Linked DNA regions of Sus scrofa: all the other regions are linked to region 1. Evidence: chromatin contacts called from public HiChIP or PLAC-seq and promoter capture Hi-C data. All regions are on one chromosome and are shown on one strand. The core of a region is the stretch at or near the end of the contact, and the rest is flanking DNA. Distances in the headings are between cores, read along the strand shown.

The links. Promoter capture Hi-C pulls out the DNA fragments that hold promoters and counts their contacts. HiChIP or PLAC-seq counts read pairs in DNA pulled down with a chosen protein or histone mark.
Region 2: a contact with region 1 is called in a promoter capture Hi-C map of fetal skeletal muscle, with 2.3 times the contacts expected there. The contact joins the promoter of ATP2A1 here to the promoter of CORO1A in region 1. A contact is called at or near these places in 1 of 5 promoter capture datasets (fetal skeletal muscle) and 1 of 2 datasets of contacts at active chromatin or transcription factors (alveolar macrophages).
Region 3: an H3K27ac HiChIP or PLAC-seq map of skeletal muscle shows a contact between it and region 1, with 5 times the contacts expected there. The contact joins the promoter of LOC110260088 here to the promoter of CORO1A in region 1. A contact is called at or near these places in 1 of 5 promoter capture datasets (liver), 3 of 47 Hi-C or Micro-C datasets (embryonic fibroblasts, mesenteric adipose tissue and subcutaneous adipose tissue) and 2 of 2 datasets of contacts at active chromatin or transcription factors (alveolar macrophages and skeletal muscle).

What each region holds. Positions count from the first base shown.
Region 1 is chr3:18,334,483-18,339,345 of Sscrofa11.1, reverse strand. CORO1A (coronin-1A) reads right to left here and starts at 2,533. Exons shown (of 11, transcript XM_021088028.1): 1 at 2,337-2,533; 2 at 526-724. The coding sequence starts at 723.
Region 2 is chr3:18,545,887-18,550,749 of Sscrofa11.1, reverse strand. It overlaps ATP2A1 (ATPase sarcoplasmic/endoplasmic reticulum Ca2+ transporting 1), which reads right to left and starts at 2,757. Exons shown (of 23, transcript NM_001204393.1): 1 at 2,462-2,757; 2 at 2,113-2,130; 3 at 1,681-1,763; 4 at 149-253. The coding sequence starts at 2,579.
Region 3 is chr3:18,465,257-18,470,119 of Sscrofa11.1, reverse strand. It overlaps LOC110260088 (eukaryotic translation initiation factor 3 subunit C), which reads right to left and starts at 2,395. Exons shown (of 21, transcript XM_021088039.1): 1 at 2,246-2,395; 2 at 2,019-2,158. The coding sequence starts at 2,119.

The sequences.
Region 1 (4,863 bases), core at 1,284-3,783:
CACCCCTCGAGAGCACAGGAGTGTGCTGGGGGTGGGGGGTCAGCAGACAGCATGAAGGAGGGGCAGGATCCGAGGGAGGACTGGCTCAGGGGCAGGGGGAGGGGGCTTCTGGATCATCCCTGCCTGGGAGCGGGGGGTCCGAGCTTGCTGGGTTCTTAAAGGCTCAGATGGACCCCCACCCAGCGTCCCTGCAAACCCTCAGAGCACCGCTGGGCCTGCCCAGACCCCAGCCCAGCCCTCTCTGTGCTCCCCAGGGGAGCAAGCTGCAGGCTGAGACGTGGGAGGCCTGGCCCTGGGTCTTCAGGACTTACTGTATGACCCTTCCTGTGTCACCTCCCCAAAGAGCTTCAGCTCCCACCCAACCATTGCATGTAGGAGCTGGAAGAAGGGTGAAGTTCAGCTGATCCAGCTCCATTGTACAGACGATAGCACTGCGGCCCAGGAAGGTTTGGTGACAGTCACCTAATCAGGACCCCCGAGAGGCCACTGGATGACCAGAGGCCACCTAGGACTCCAGGCGCTCACCTTGCTCAGGGGCAGTACCAGGAAGGCCCCGCCCCCGCTGGCCTCACAGATCAAGGCCACGAACTTGGGGTTGACAGCACAGAAGCCACTGTCCCAGGTGGTCTGTGAGACGCGCACGTCCTCATAGCACTGGTCGGCCTTGGCTGGCTGTCCAAACACGTGGCGGAACTTGCTGGAACGGACCACCTGCCGGCTCATCCTGGCGGGCACACAAGTAGAAGGCTTTTCTCCCTTTGGGTCAACGCGGACCTTACACTGGTCCCCGTCTCCCCCAGGACACCCCTGGGCCTGGCCTTCATGGTCTCAGCTAACTTCCCCAGCTTGTCTCCCCGGCGCCCTGCTGCTGGCCTCTGTAATTGACATCCCGCTACCCTCACAGTGGCCTTGCCCGACCCCCCTACCTCTGGCTGATCTGCAGGGCCCACCCACCGCAGCCTGGCTCCTGTACCCTCGGCCTCGGGGGCAGAGCCCGCTGTGGGGTGGCCCCTGGTGCCGGCCCATTTGTCCCACTGAGTGGCTGACAGACACAGAGTCCTTCATCCCCCGCTGGGTCACACTCCGGGCCTTCCGTGTGGACAGCTTGGAGGGTGGGGTCTCTCAGTCACAGGGTCCAAACTTCACACCCTCACACCCACGTGGGGAGCCTCCTAAAGGCCAGGCACTCCCAACCTCCAGGCTCAGGGCTGGACACACAGAGGGATGTGGCTTGTGGGTTTGCCCAGGAGGCACTTCTTCAGTGGCTCAGTGGCCCTCTGGGCACCAGAAACAGGCAGATGGCTGGGGCCCGAGCATCTCCTCTTCCATATACCTCTCTGCTTCCTGCCTGGCCTGGTTCCTTCCCCAGCCCCTCTGGAACCACCCATGGGAAGGGAGCAGCCGGCACTCACTTCTTGGAGTCGGGCTAGGACGGTTCCCCCACCCCACGGTTGCTGGATGGTCAGTGCGCAAAGCCAAGGGGCCTGCCTCTGGCTGCCCACGCTCCAGGCCGGGTCCTGGTGCCCAGCAGCATCACCTTCCAGCTCAGCGTGGGGACCTGTGCTGCCCACTCAAGAGCACCCTCCGGGCCTCTCCTCCATCACCTCAGCTCCACCCTTTCACCCTCTGCCTTCTGGCCTAGCCCTTTGGTGTGTGGGGGGGCTGCTCCAGCCACCCTTGCCCACCCTGCGACTCTCCAAGGGGCTCCTGGGTCCACCTGCCCAGAAAGCGGGTGAGGAACCTGTGTGTGGGGAAGCCCGTCTGGGGACAAGGGGGGATCCTTCCCAAGTGAGAAGCCTGGATCTGGGGAGCCAGGAGCCCCCAAATTGGAGGTTGGGAGACAGGAAGCCAGCGCCCCACCCTGCCTCCTCCCCCACCGCAGGTACTAGGCCCGGAAACCACGGAAAGGGGAACTTGGGCTTTTCTTGTTTTGCTCTCAACCCCTTCCTGTCTCCCAGCTCAGGGCAGCTGCTCGGTGCACCCCACCCTGCCCCCCTCCCGCCCCCAAACTCGCCCAAAGATGCCAAGGGGAGTCTGGCCAGCACATGTCCTGACCCCCGGGCTCCCCCACCTCCATCATGGCTGCGGTGGCCCCTCGCCCTCGTCCCCTCACCGCGCCCTCCCGGACACACGGATGGACCCGCCCACGCGCACCTGCACCCTCAGGCGAGTCCCTCCACGCGGGGCGTGGAGCGGCTCTGTCCCCATCGCCGAGCCAGCTCGCTTTGACAGTCCGTCCGCCCCCACAGCCCGCTCCTGCCAAGCCCTCGCCTGCCCCACAGGTGGCCCAGAGCAGCGATGCCGAGTCCCGCGCCCCCGTCCCCGGGGGGTCTTACCTGCTGCTGAGAGAGGAGTGACCCCCCAAACGGAGGAGGGAGAGGAGGAGGCGGAGGAAGGAGCTGGAGGAGCCGGAGACTGCCCGCTGAGGATGCTCTCGTCAAGACAATGAATGAGAAGCGGCGGCGCCCGCCTCCTTAGGGGTGGCAGCGCCCCTTTGGGCGGAGCTCTTAAAGGGGAGAGCCCTTCGCTCCGCCGAGGCGCCGCCTCGCCCAGCGGACCGACCGCAGCCTCCCCTCCCCTCCCCTCCCTCCCTCCGTGGAGAAGCTCCGCGCCTTCGCTGCCAATGCCAGACCAAAACAGATGCTGTTGGCCAGTGGCTGCCAATCTCATCTTTTAATGTCAAAATGCAAAAATAACCTGTTCCTTCAGCCCACCCCTAGCCTACTCGCCACCCTTTCCCTGGCCATCATGGAAGAGTCCATCAGTGCGCCCCCCGGCGGGCCCGGGTACAGGCCCCCCGTGCCCACCCCCAGCCAAGGCTGTCCTGCCTTCTGTCGCCCCCACGGAACAGAGCTGGGGAAGGGACAGGAGGAGGGAGAGCCACCTGCAGGCAGGAGACCTGGCGTCTGTCCTGGCCCCTGCATTTACAAATGGGTGGCCCCGGGAGAGTCTCTTACCCTCTCTAGGTCTGTGTGCATCTAGGAGCACCTCTGCCCTGCCTGCCTCAAGGGGGAAAATGGAATAATTGGGCGCTTCTTTGGGCGGGGAGGGGTGGGAGCTATAGAGGTGAAGGAGTCGGAGTTGGGCAGCTAGCGGAAGGCAAGGCACAAATAACAGCTCTAATGAGCTAAGTAGAAGAGTTGCCACGGTGGTGCAGTGGGTTAAGAATCCTACTGCAGTGCCTTGGGTGGCTGCGGAGGCACAGGTTCGATCCCCAGCAGTGGATTAAAGGATCCAGCTTTGCCTGCAGCTGCTGCAAGAATTCAACCCCAGGTCTGGGAACTAACAAAAAGAAAAAGAGCCAAGTAGGAGTTCCTGTCGTGGCACAGCAGAAACGAATCTGACTAGCATCCATGAGGACACAGGTTCAATCCCTGGCCTGGCTCAGTGGATTAAGGATCCGGCATTGCCGTGAGCTGTGGTGTAGGTCACAGATGTGGCTTGGATTTTACGTGGCTGTGGCTGGGTTGTAGGCCAGGTGGCTACAGCTCCGATTTGACCCCTAGCCTGGGAAGTTCCACATACCACGTGTGCAGCCCTAAAAAGACCAAAAAAAAAAAAAAGCTAGAGGAGGAAGCCTGGGCTTCAGACTCAAGAGGAAGGAGTTGGTTCCCAGCCAAGAGACTGCCTCATAGAGGTAGAAACACCGGGGGCAGGGAAGGCTTGCTCTAGAATCATTGCTTTCTGAGTTTGAGTCCTGGCTGTCACACCTACAGAGTGATCTTGGGCAGGTTCCTTAATCTCTGTCAGCCTTAGTTTCTCTGGCTGTAACAGCCTCACACCTACCATGAGATTATGGAAATGGATCTTTTTTTTTTTTTTTTTTTTTTTTTTTTTTTTTTTTTTTTTTAATGGCTAGACCACAGCATATGGAGGTTCCCAGGCTAGGAGTCGAATCTGAGCTGCAGCTTCCGGCCTACACCACAGCCACAGCAACTCGGGATCCAAGCCATGTCTGTGACCTACACCACAGCTCATGGCAACACTGGATCCTTGACCCACTGAGCGAGGCCAGGGATCGAACCTGTGTCCTCATGGGTCCTAGTCGAGTTCATTCTGGCTGAGCCCTGATGGGAACTCCGAGGTTATGGAAATGGAAAGCTTTCTGCACCTTATCTGAAGTATAGCAAGTGCTTCATAAATCTTACCTCTCATCACTGCTACTTTTTACAGAGTATTTGGGCTGAACCTAAAAGGCTGAGAAGGAGCCACGGGTGTGACCGGAGGACATCTTGTCAGCTGAGGGGCCATCTGAGCAACAGCCATTAATGTGATTCTATAAGCGACTGGTTCAAACCCTCCCTCCGCCATGGACTGGCTGTACCATCTTGGGCAAGAGGTCTAACCTCTCCAAACCTCAGTCTCACAGTTCCCTTTGTGGCGAAGCAGAAACGAATCCGACTAGGAACCATGAGATTGCACGTTCAATCCCTGGCCTCGCTCAGTGGGTTAAGGATCCGGTTTAGTTGTGAGCTGTGGTGTAGGTCACAGAGTCAGCTCGGATCCCACGTTGCTGTGGCTGTGGCGTAGGCCAGCGGCTACAGGTCCAATTCGACCCCTAACCTAGGAACCTCCATATGCCGCGGGAGTGGCCCTAGAAAAGGCAAAAAGACAAAAAACAAAAAACCCTATGGGTTGTATTTCACCTGAGAGCCTGCTCCTGGATGAGACTGGATGGTGTGGGCAGGAGCAGAAGTGACACGAATAATAGCTGGCATTTACTGATTGCCTACTATGTGCCGGGCACTGTTCTAAAACACTATAAATGTAGAGTTCCCTGGTGGCCTAACAGCTAAGGACATGGCATTGTCACTGCTGTGGTTTGGGCTCCATCTCTGGCCTGGGAACTTCCATATGCCTCGA
Region 2 (4,863 bases), core at 1,508-4,007, 210 kb before region 1:
TCCAAACTGAGCAAAAGGACCAGAGAACAAGGCAAGCCCAGGGGAGGTGATGGAGGAGGAGGAGGAGGAGGAGACGGGGACGGAGGCTGGCCTCACGTTCAGTGTTCAGTGTCAGGATGTGAAGGAATGAGGCAGCGTCAAAGCTAACCTGCCAAACTCCCACAATGGCGTTGGCAATGAGGATCAAGAGGATGACAAAGGGCTCGACAAAGGCAGTGACTGTCTCTTCGCCTTCCTCAAACCAGGCCAGCACCTGGGAACAAGGGAAGGGAGGAGAATGGGTAATTAAGCCCCCCCACACTCTTCCCCCCCCCCACAGGGGTGAGGAGAAGAAATGGAGGTGAGAACCTGCACAGGAGCAAATGGGACGGGGCATCACAGGAGCACCGCCGCCCCACGTCGCTTTGAGGGCCGACACGCTCCATGGCCCAGACTCACACGAGCCCGGCGGTTGCTGATATTCAGCGGGCACAGGCGGGCACAGACATGCACAGCTCAGGGATTAGCTGGGAATGCTTTCAGGTTTCCCTGACCAAGTAGTTGGCTTGTAAACGAAGCTCCGGGGACACCCAGGCCAACTGCCCCCTGAGCCACATCCATCCCACAGGAGCCAAAACGCGCTAGGCAAGACCCTGTGGTCCCTGCAGGCGCTGGGCCCACCCATGGCCCTCCCCCACAGCAAGACGAGGCAGGGAAGCTCCAATTTCAAGAGGGAGCAGGAGGGGGGGATAGTGTTACGGGGCCTCCTGTACACACCCCACCCCAGCTGTTGCCACTGCCAGGCAACAGCCCCAGGCAAATGTCAAGGAGCAAATCTGAGAAGGAGAAGGGAGGCCCTGCCAGCTAGTACTCAGGGGCCCACGGGGCCTCCACTATAGAGACCAGGGGACACGGGGACTTTGGGGCCTCCAGAGTCTTGTCTTTGAGAACTAAGATGTTAAGGAAGAAACTCTCAAATGCAGGCTGGATGCTGGGATGGTGGGTGCTGAGGGGAGCTCCAGGGCAGGAGAGGTGCCAGGGCCTTAAGAGGGCGGTGGGGGCGGCCCTGAGGCTGTGAGGGGGAAGGGTCAGGTCAGGTCAGGTGGGTGAGGAGGGGGATCCCGGAGTTCCAGCCCCGATGGGGGGAGTTGGGAGGCGAAGCTCAGAGACAGATGAGGGGTCTGGGCCATTAGGTGCTTTTGGAGTCACCCTGGCACCAGCCGCTTTTTCCCGCCTCTGGGAGGGAGTCTTTGCTTCAACCAATCAGCGCCAGGAGGGCGGGGCCGGGGTGTCAGGATGCTCAGGGATTGGTGGAGCGGTTTGTGCGTCCCGCGGCATGCCGGGAGCAGTGGTGGCCTGGGAACCTCAGCGGCGGCGTGTGAGCCGTGGAGCCCAGCCGCGGAGCGCTTAGGGGGGTAACCCGAGACCTCGGAGCCCTTGAAGCTCCGGGGGCGGCTTAGCTTCAATGTTTTGGCTGAGAACACCCTAAAGCTTAAAATAAAACCTGCCTGTGGGGTGTGGGGGAGGACAGAGGAATATGCAAATCAGCGTCACCCCACCTCTCTCGGTTCTGGTCTGGAGAATAGGATGCTGAAGGCTCGGACTAGAGGAACCCATGATTTGGAGCCGGTCGCCAGCAGACTCTCCAGATCCCCCCAACCCACAGCCCCAGCCAGCCCCCAGAGGCCCTCCCACACTTACAAAGGAAATGCAGGCGGCCAGGAGAAGGATCCGCACTAGGAGGTCTTCAAACTGCTCTATCACCAGCTCCCACAGGGACTTCCCTGGGGGAAGAAGCAAGGGGAGGGAGCCCTCGGGGTTAAGGTCTAACAGATGACCGGCTGGGACTCTGGGTGCAGGCTGGGATCCAGCCTGGAGCAGAAAGGGTCTGTGGTGATGGGCAGGCCATTTGATGCTGAGAAAAGGGCTGAGGGAACAGGCCAGGAGTCCAAAAACAGGCTCCTCCAAGGAGTGGGCAGTTGTTCAAGGGCTGGATGCCTCAAGGAGAAAGTGCCCGGAAACTTCTGCCCCGGGCCAGGCTCTAACCTTTGGGGAGGAACATTTGTCCCAGGAGTCAGAAGGAGAGGGCAGGAAGAAGGGAGTGGGGCACAGAGGGGAAGAGGTGGAACTTACCTTCCTCAGCAGGGAGCTCTGCCCAGAGAGAAAGAAGAAAAGGACACATTCATTTGGCATTCAGTGCAATGCCGCCCGCACCCAGGACTTTGTGGCTAAGGTAAGAGAATCAGGCCACCAAAAGGGCAGCTGAGGTTCACCAAGGTTATCCATAGAACTTCTCCAATCTCTGGGTCTCAGGGACCCTGTTTTCTCAGTATCCTCCCCTCCCCTGCAGTCATTGGTCCATGACCTGTCTCCTCCCTAGGATCCCCTGGAGCGCAAGGCCCTGGTGTGTGAGTGTGAGTCCATGTGTGTGTTGTGCAGATGCGGGAGGGCACGACCGGCCTCTCCTGCAAGGGACACTTACCATTGTGGCCGTATTTCTCCAGATGCCGCTTAACTTGGTCCGGGGTGAGGCCTGTGGTCTCGCTCACCCCAAAATAGGCCAAACATTCTTCTGTGGTCTTGGAGTGTGCAGCCTCCATGGTGCTCCCTTCCTGGGGGCCAGGGGGCGGTCTGTTCCTTCTGGGGGGGTTTCCTCACGCGTGGGGGGCCTTCCTCAGTGTGTCCACCTGCCTGTCCGTCTGGGTTTCTTCCTCTCTCTCTCCTACCCCCCCCAGCTTATTCTTCCCTCCACGAAGCTCTGACCCCAGTCCCACTTGCAGCAGCCGGCCACCCCCCCCAGCCCCCAGCTGGTCCTTATGAGGGAGTGGGGGGGGCAGGCTCCCCCCTCCCCCAGATCAGGGATTGGCTGGCTGAGACTCCAGCAGGAGGGGTCAGAAGAGAGAGATATTTCTGCTGACAGAGGGGGAACAGTGGGGCTGCAGCCTGAGATGTCACTCATGAGGGAAGCTAAGGTGGCCCCAGCCCCAGGGAAGGGGGGGGGTAGGGAGAGACTTCGCTTTCTGTCTTCAGGGGTGAGCCCTCCTGAAATTGCCTCGACTTCTTCAGCTGCACTGAACTTCCTATTCCAACCTCCCCCTCTCCCCTTCTTAAGGCCACGTCTCCTCTCAGGCCTTCATCTCTCATTTTCCTGCGCTCCCTCCTTCAACCCCCCACCCCCACCCCGCTGCCTCATCCTCTCTGAACCTGTTCCTACAGCCACAGTCTCCTCCTTCCTTAGTTTGTGGAAAAGGCAGCAGAGATACTCCAACCCTCCAGGACTTGAAAAGAGGGAGAACATCCTTTGGGGGTGAGAGGAAGTGGCTCTAGAGGGACCAGGGGAAGGAAGGAGGGGAGAGGGTCAGGGGACAGGGCAGAAGATGGTAACCCTACCCTAGGGAGGGCTTGCTGCAGCCATCAACAAGGGATTTAGTGTCCAGGCCCTGGTGACCAAAGCCAGGACGGCCTGTCTCTCCCCCAACCCCCCCCCCACGCCCCATTGCTCTAAGTCAGCCTCTGGGAACGGAGCCTTTGGGCCCCCCCATCCCTGACAGGGAATCCCCCCCCTACCAAGAAAATGGGATACCCAGACAGCCGGGTAATCCAAGAGCCTACAGAATGTGCTGATGGCAGAGGGGGAGGGATCAATGTTTCCGAATGGGGGCAGGGGTCACCCTAAGTCACAGAATGAGGGTCACCTCATCCCACCCCAGGCAGTCTTTGAAATGCGGGGTTTACGTGGCAGACCCCAGGTGGCGTAGCTGTGCTAGCAGACAGCGAGCGAGGACCAGCGCTGCATGCTCAGGTGCTGGGCACACCCCGTGGGCAGAGGCCGGAGGAAAGGGGCATCATGGCAAGGGGCCCCTGGGGGAGGGGGTAAAGCAGAGGCTCCAGACTAGAGGAATGGCCGGCAGGCAGATTGATGGGGACAGGTCTAGGGGAAATAAGGACAGACAGAGCAGGGGGCAGAGAGACGGGGCCGCGAGGGTCAGAGGGAAGTCTGAGGAGCGGTGGGGAAAAGGGACGGCAGGGAGCTGGCATGTGGCAGCCAGGTGGGTGGGGGCCCAGGGCTGGGTGCAAAGCCACAAGTTGTTGCTGAACGGCTGGCCTGGGTATCAGCTTCCTCGGAGAAGCAGCTGCTCTAACGCCAGCCCCACCCCCACCTCTGCTCCAGCAGCATCGGGGCATCTTTTGGTTTGCAACGAGGGCAGCTGCGGCAGGAGCAGGAGCACACGGAGGGTAGCACGGGGTGTGGGCAGGGGAGGAGGAGGGCAGAGAGAGGAGAAAGGGTCAGGGAGAGAATGGGAAGAGGTGAGGGGAAGCAGCGGCCTCGGGGCCCTGCCCTCAAGTCCTTCCTTGGTCTAGGCTTTGGTTTCCTGAAATGAACAGGGAGGCGGATGGACCGCGGGGTTCTCAAGGCTGCTTCTCTGTCTGGTGCTCAGGCTCCTAAGTAGGCAATGGCCTAGGAGACAGCGGGGCAAAGGAAAAGGAAGCCCCGCTTTTTTTGGGGGGGGGGACGGTGACTGAGCCAGCAGGATGGATGGCACTGAAGGACTCAGCCCCCCCCCACCATAGCCATCCTTTCTTCTGCCTGGATGGGGGGGTGGCGGCCTCTGGGGTGAGTTGAGGACACGGTGCTCCTCCCCCACTCCTTTTTGTGGTTCCAACAACCCCCTCCCTGAAGCCGAGTCCTGCGGTGACTGTGACCAGGGTGGGGGCTCAGACAATGGGGTGGGCGTGTTGGGGTCACATCCACAGAAACTCCACCTGGCCAGGCACCCACCTTCTCAGGCCAGAGTCAGGCTCAGCATCTGCCAAGCCTCCTGTGGGTGCTGGCTGGCTTCTCCCCACCACCACCTGGAGGAGTGACAGGGGCACTGTCTTAAA
Region 3 (4,863 bases), core at 1,146-3,645, 130 kb before region 1:
AGACACCATTAACTAGCATTCTTAGCTCCAATCTTCCCAAAAGATTTCTACTCCAAAAAAAAAAAAAAAAAAAAAAAAAGGAGTTTCTATCATGGCACAGTGATTAACGAATCCAACTAGGAACCATGAGGTTGAGGGTTAGATCCCTGGCCTTGCTCAGTGAGTTAAGGATCTGGTGTTGCCATGAGCTGTGGTGTAGGTCGGAGACCCGGCTCGGATCCCACGTTGCTGTGGCTCTGGCGTAGGCCAGTGGCTATAGCTCTGATTAGAACCCTAGCCTGGGAATCCCCATATGCCGCAGGTGTGGCCCTAGAAAAGACCAAAAAAAAACAAAGACCAAATGATTTCTGTTACTCTTCTTGGATGGGGCAGGTAAAAGTGAATCACTCAGGCCCATTCCAACCACACTCACCTTGTTTTATTCTTCCTCTTCGTAGCTTCATTGTAGGGAACTAACTTAATCTTTTTTTTTGCTTTTTAGGAATGTGCCCGTGGCATATGGACGTTCCCAGGCTAGGGGTCCAATTGGAGCTGCAGCTGCTGGTCTACACCAGAGCCATAGCAAAGCAGGATCCGAGACAGCTCATGGCAATGCCAGATCCTTAACCCATGAGCAAGGCCAGGGATCGAACCTGTGTCCTCATGGATGCTAGTCAGATTCATTAACGGCTGAGCCATCACGGGAACTCCGGAACTAACTCAATCTTTAAAGCACACTTCAAGTAAGGCCTTTTGTCAGCTGTTGTAATGCATACAAAATGACCATTTCCAGCCTCTCACACAAGCAGAGGTATTTACTATGTCAGAAAATTAACCATGTAAAGACACAAACCACTAAAAACTACTAAAAGAAGGTGAGGAAAAGGGTCCTTTAGCTACAATGAAGGGAAAGGAAAGTGATATCTGAACTAAGTCCTAGGAAGCAGTATTTCCCAGACTGTGAACACCCAAGAGTAAGAAAAGAGTCTCAATGGCTTTAACACCTCCATTGCTAGTATTTTTCCTTAATAAATAAACATCAGACCACAGACAGCATTCAACTGGCAACAATATCTTTTTTTGTCCGTCTTAGTAACTTTCCAATTACTTCCAATTTTGTAGCAAGTGAGGTTGGTTTTTCCACTTAAGACATGAAATCATATTCACATGGTACGTGTGTGTATCCTTTTTTTTCTTTTTAAAAAGTGAGTTTTATGCTGAAACAAGACTTTGAAGTGGTAGGAATAGGAATTCCCATTGTGGTCCAGTGGAAACAAATCCGACTAGGAACCATGAGGTTGCGGGTTTGATCCCTGGCCTTGCTCAGTGGCTTAAGGATCCGGCGTTGTCGTGAGCTGTGGTGTAGGTTGAAGATGCGGCTTGGATCTGGCATTGCTGTGACTCTGGCGTAGGCCTGCAGCTACAGCTCCGATTAGACCCCTAGCCTGGGTACCTCCATATGCCTCGGGTGCGGCCCTAAAAGGACAAAAGACAAAAAAATAAAAAATAAATAAAATAAATAAAAATGAAGTGATAGGAATATACATTCTTAATCACAGGTATGTGCCAAAAAAAACAAAAAAACAAAAAAAACTGAAGGTGGCATATGTATGACACAAGTTTGAGAAACAACATTCTACTGTTCCAAAAGGAGAAAAAAAGTAGTTTGCAGAGATGGGAGAAGGGTATGTAGGTGGAGGTAAACAACAGGGAACTACTAACAGATATTTAAAAACTTAAGAGCCACATCAAAGAATTCTTAATATCTGAGGTTTCTTGCTAAATGCAACAGACCCAACCAGTGGGAAAACCTCTCCTCCAAGACTCTATCCTTTGCCCGGTGGGTGGATTCCCACAATTCACAGCACCCTAAGCCGTTAAGGTTGTCCCTCCAACACTGCTCCAGTCTCTTAAACTCTGAACATCCTTGGTACCCGCTCTCACCGCCACCACCTCCATTCCCCTCCCACATACACGGCCTTCCATAGCCTGCCGCACCCCCCCCCCGAGTGGTCCCCATGCCGCAGGCCCCTACTCACTGTTTGCCGTAGTTACCCCCAACAGGTTTGGTGACAAGCTCCTCCCCGGACAGGGACGACTCGGACTCGCTGTCCGAACCGGTGGTAAAAAACCGCGACATGGCGACGGCGCTGAGCAGCTGCGGCGGACGCGGCTGGACCTACGGAAAAGCCCGAAAGTCACGGGCCACAACAACGGGCCCGGGCCGCCACTCCCCGACCCCGACCCACACCGTCCCCGCACGCACCCCGACTGAGGTTTCGCTCCTCCAAGCACGAGGCCCAAGAAATAGTTACCAGCTGAGCTCGCGAGTCACACCGCGGAGCCGGGACCGCGGAAACGCGCAGAGGAGAAGGCGGGACCCTTGCGTCACTTCCGGGGGACGCCGACGAACTGTACTGTTTGACTACAACTCCCAGATGCCCTCGCGCCACGCAAGGGGCGGGATTCGGCCTGATGTAACCTTGGCGGGGAGGACGCCACCTAGAGATTCTCCCATGGGACCCGCTTTGCTGTCGGGTTTTATTGCTCACAGATGCCAACCATACCTCTGACCCGTGGAGTAAGAATCTCAGGACCAGGATTTTCCTTTTTTAACGTCCACGCGATGCTGATAAGTTACAAGGTTTTGGAGCTAGGCTTCGAGCAAACTTTGAATCTGACTTTGTATTCAAATCCCATCTCTGGAGTTCCCTGTTGTGGCGCAGCGGAAATGAATCCGCCTAGCATCCATGAGGTTGCGGGTTCGATCCCTGGCCTTGCTCAGTGGGTTAAGGATCCGGCGTTGCCGTGAGCTGTGGTGTAGGTGGCAGACGCGGCTCGGATCTGATGTCGCTGTGGCTGCGGTATAGGCCAGAAGCTGTGGCTCCGATTTGACTGCTAGCCTGGAAACCTCCATATGCCGTGGGTGTGGCCCTAAAAAAAAAAACCAAAACAAAAAAACAAATCCCATCTCCAACACTTACTAGTGTGTGACACTTAGGCAGATTTCCTAATCTCTGTATGATTCAGTCTCCCCAGATAAGGACCATAATAGGACCTACTTCGTAGAATATTATGAAAATTAAGTGACTTAGTATATGTGAAGCGTTTAGAACAGCGCCTTGTACAATATAAGCATATAATAAATATAAAGCTAGTATCATTCATTATTCCACAAATGCTTATTTACTGAGCATTTGTTATGAACCAGAAATGTTCTAGGCACTGGACACAGCAGCAAACAAAACAGAAAAAGTAGCTGATTTCACAAGGAAACTCCTAGGTTCTAGGAATAAGGAGAAGACCAGTGTACTATCAGCAAAGAGAGCAATGTATTAACAGTATAGAAGTAGATAACTCTAGATCATGAAGATACTTGGAGGCCTATGGATTTAAATCCAGGTGAGTTGGAGAAGCTATCAAGCAGTTTTATTGAGCTGGGACTGTTTTACATTTTTCTTTCTTTCTTTCTTTTTTTTTTTTTTTTTGCCTTTTTGCCTTTTTGCTTTTTTGCCTTTTCTAGGGCTGCTCCCAAGGCATATGGAGGATCCCAAGCTAGGGGTCCAATCAGAGATTTAGTTGCCGGCCTACACCAGACCCACAGCAACGCCAGATCCAAGCTGCGTCTGAGACCTACACCACAGCTCATGGCAATGCCAGATCCTTAACCCACTGAGCAAGGCCAGGGATCAAACCCACAACCTTATGGTTCCTAGTCAGATTCATTAACCACTGAGCCATGATGGGAACTCCACATTTTTATTTCTTTATTAATTTTTTTACCGCTGCACCTGCATTATATGGAGGTTCCCAGGTTGGGGGTCGAATCGGAGCTGGAGCTGCCAGCATACATTACAGCCACAGCACATCGGGATCCAAGCCATGTCTGCGACCTACACCACAGCTCACAACAACATCAGATCCTTAACCCACCATGCAAGGCCAGGGATCAAACTGGAATCCTCATGGATCCAACCTGAATCCTCATGGATCCTAAGCGGGTTCGTTACCGCTGAGCTATGACAGGAACATCTTGTTTTACATTTTTAAAGGTAGTTTCATTCATTCAGCACTTGTCTCATAATGTTGAGCATTGGAGGTACCACGCTCCTCTAAAAGAAAAGTAGGACTTAAAGAGACTGGGCAAAGAAGGAGGCCGTTTTATGTAGGTAGAGGAAACAGTATGAACAAAATCCTAGAGACAGAAAAATTCAGGGCACATTCAGCAGCTGGTATATTGGGGTTAGAACGTGGCAGGGCCTTTCCGCACATCCTGGACTGTCATCCCTCTCTTCCGTCTTCCCTGCTTTTCCTCTCTGTCTCTCTTTCTCTCGTCTCTCCTTCCCTTTCTCGCCACAGATCCACTTGAGGCTGACATTAACCTCATTATCTCCCAAAACAGAAAGAAATGCCCTGAAATTGCCAGGGGAGCTTGAGTAAAGGGTAAAGGAGGTTGAGTGATTTGCAGATCATTGTCACTGAAGATGAAGAAATGCAAATTCAGACTTAAGTTAAAATGACTGATTTTAGAGTGATTTCTCGTTACTCCCAAGACCCTGATCATTTGCAAAGGAAAAAATCATATCCAAACTCTTTATTTTTTACTAATCCTTGGCTAAGTCATTTTGAAAATTTTCGATTTAACAGGGAAGGGGCTTTTTCAGCAAACTTTTTATTGAACTGTAACGTAGAGTCACATGAGTTTGACAGATCAGTAGTGCACAGCTTGATGAGTTTCCACAAATCGAGCTTTAAGAAACAGAACATGGAGTTCCCGTCGTGGTGCAGCAGAAACGAATCCGTCTAGAAACCCTGAGGATGCATGTTCGATCCCTGGCCTTGCTCAGTGGGTTAAGGATCTAGCGTTGCCGTGAGCTGTGGTGT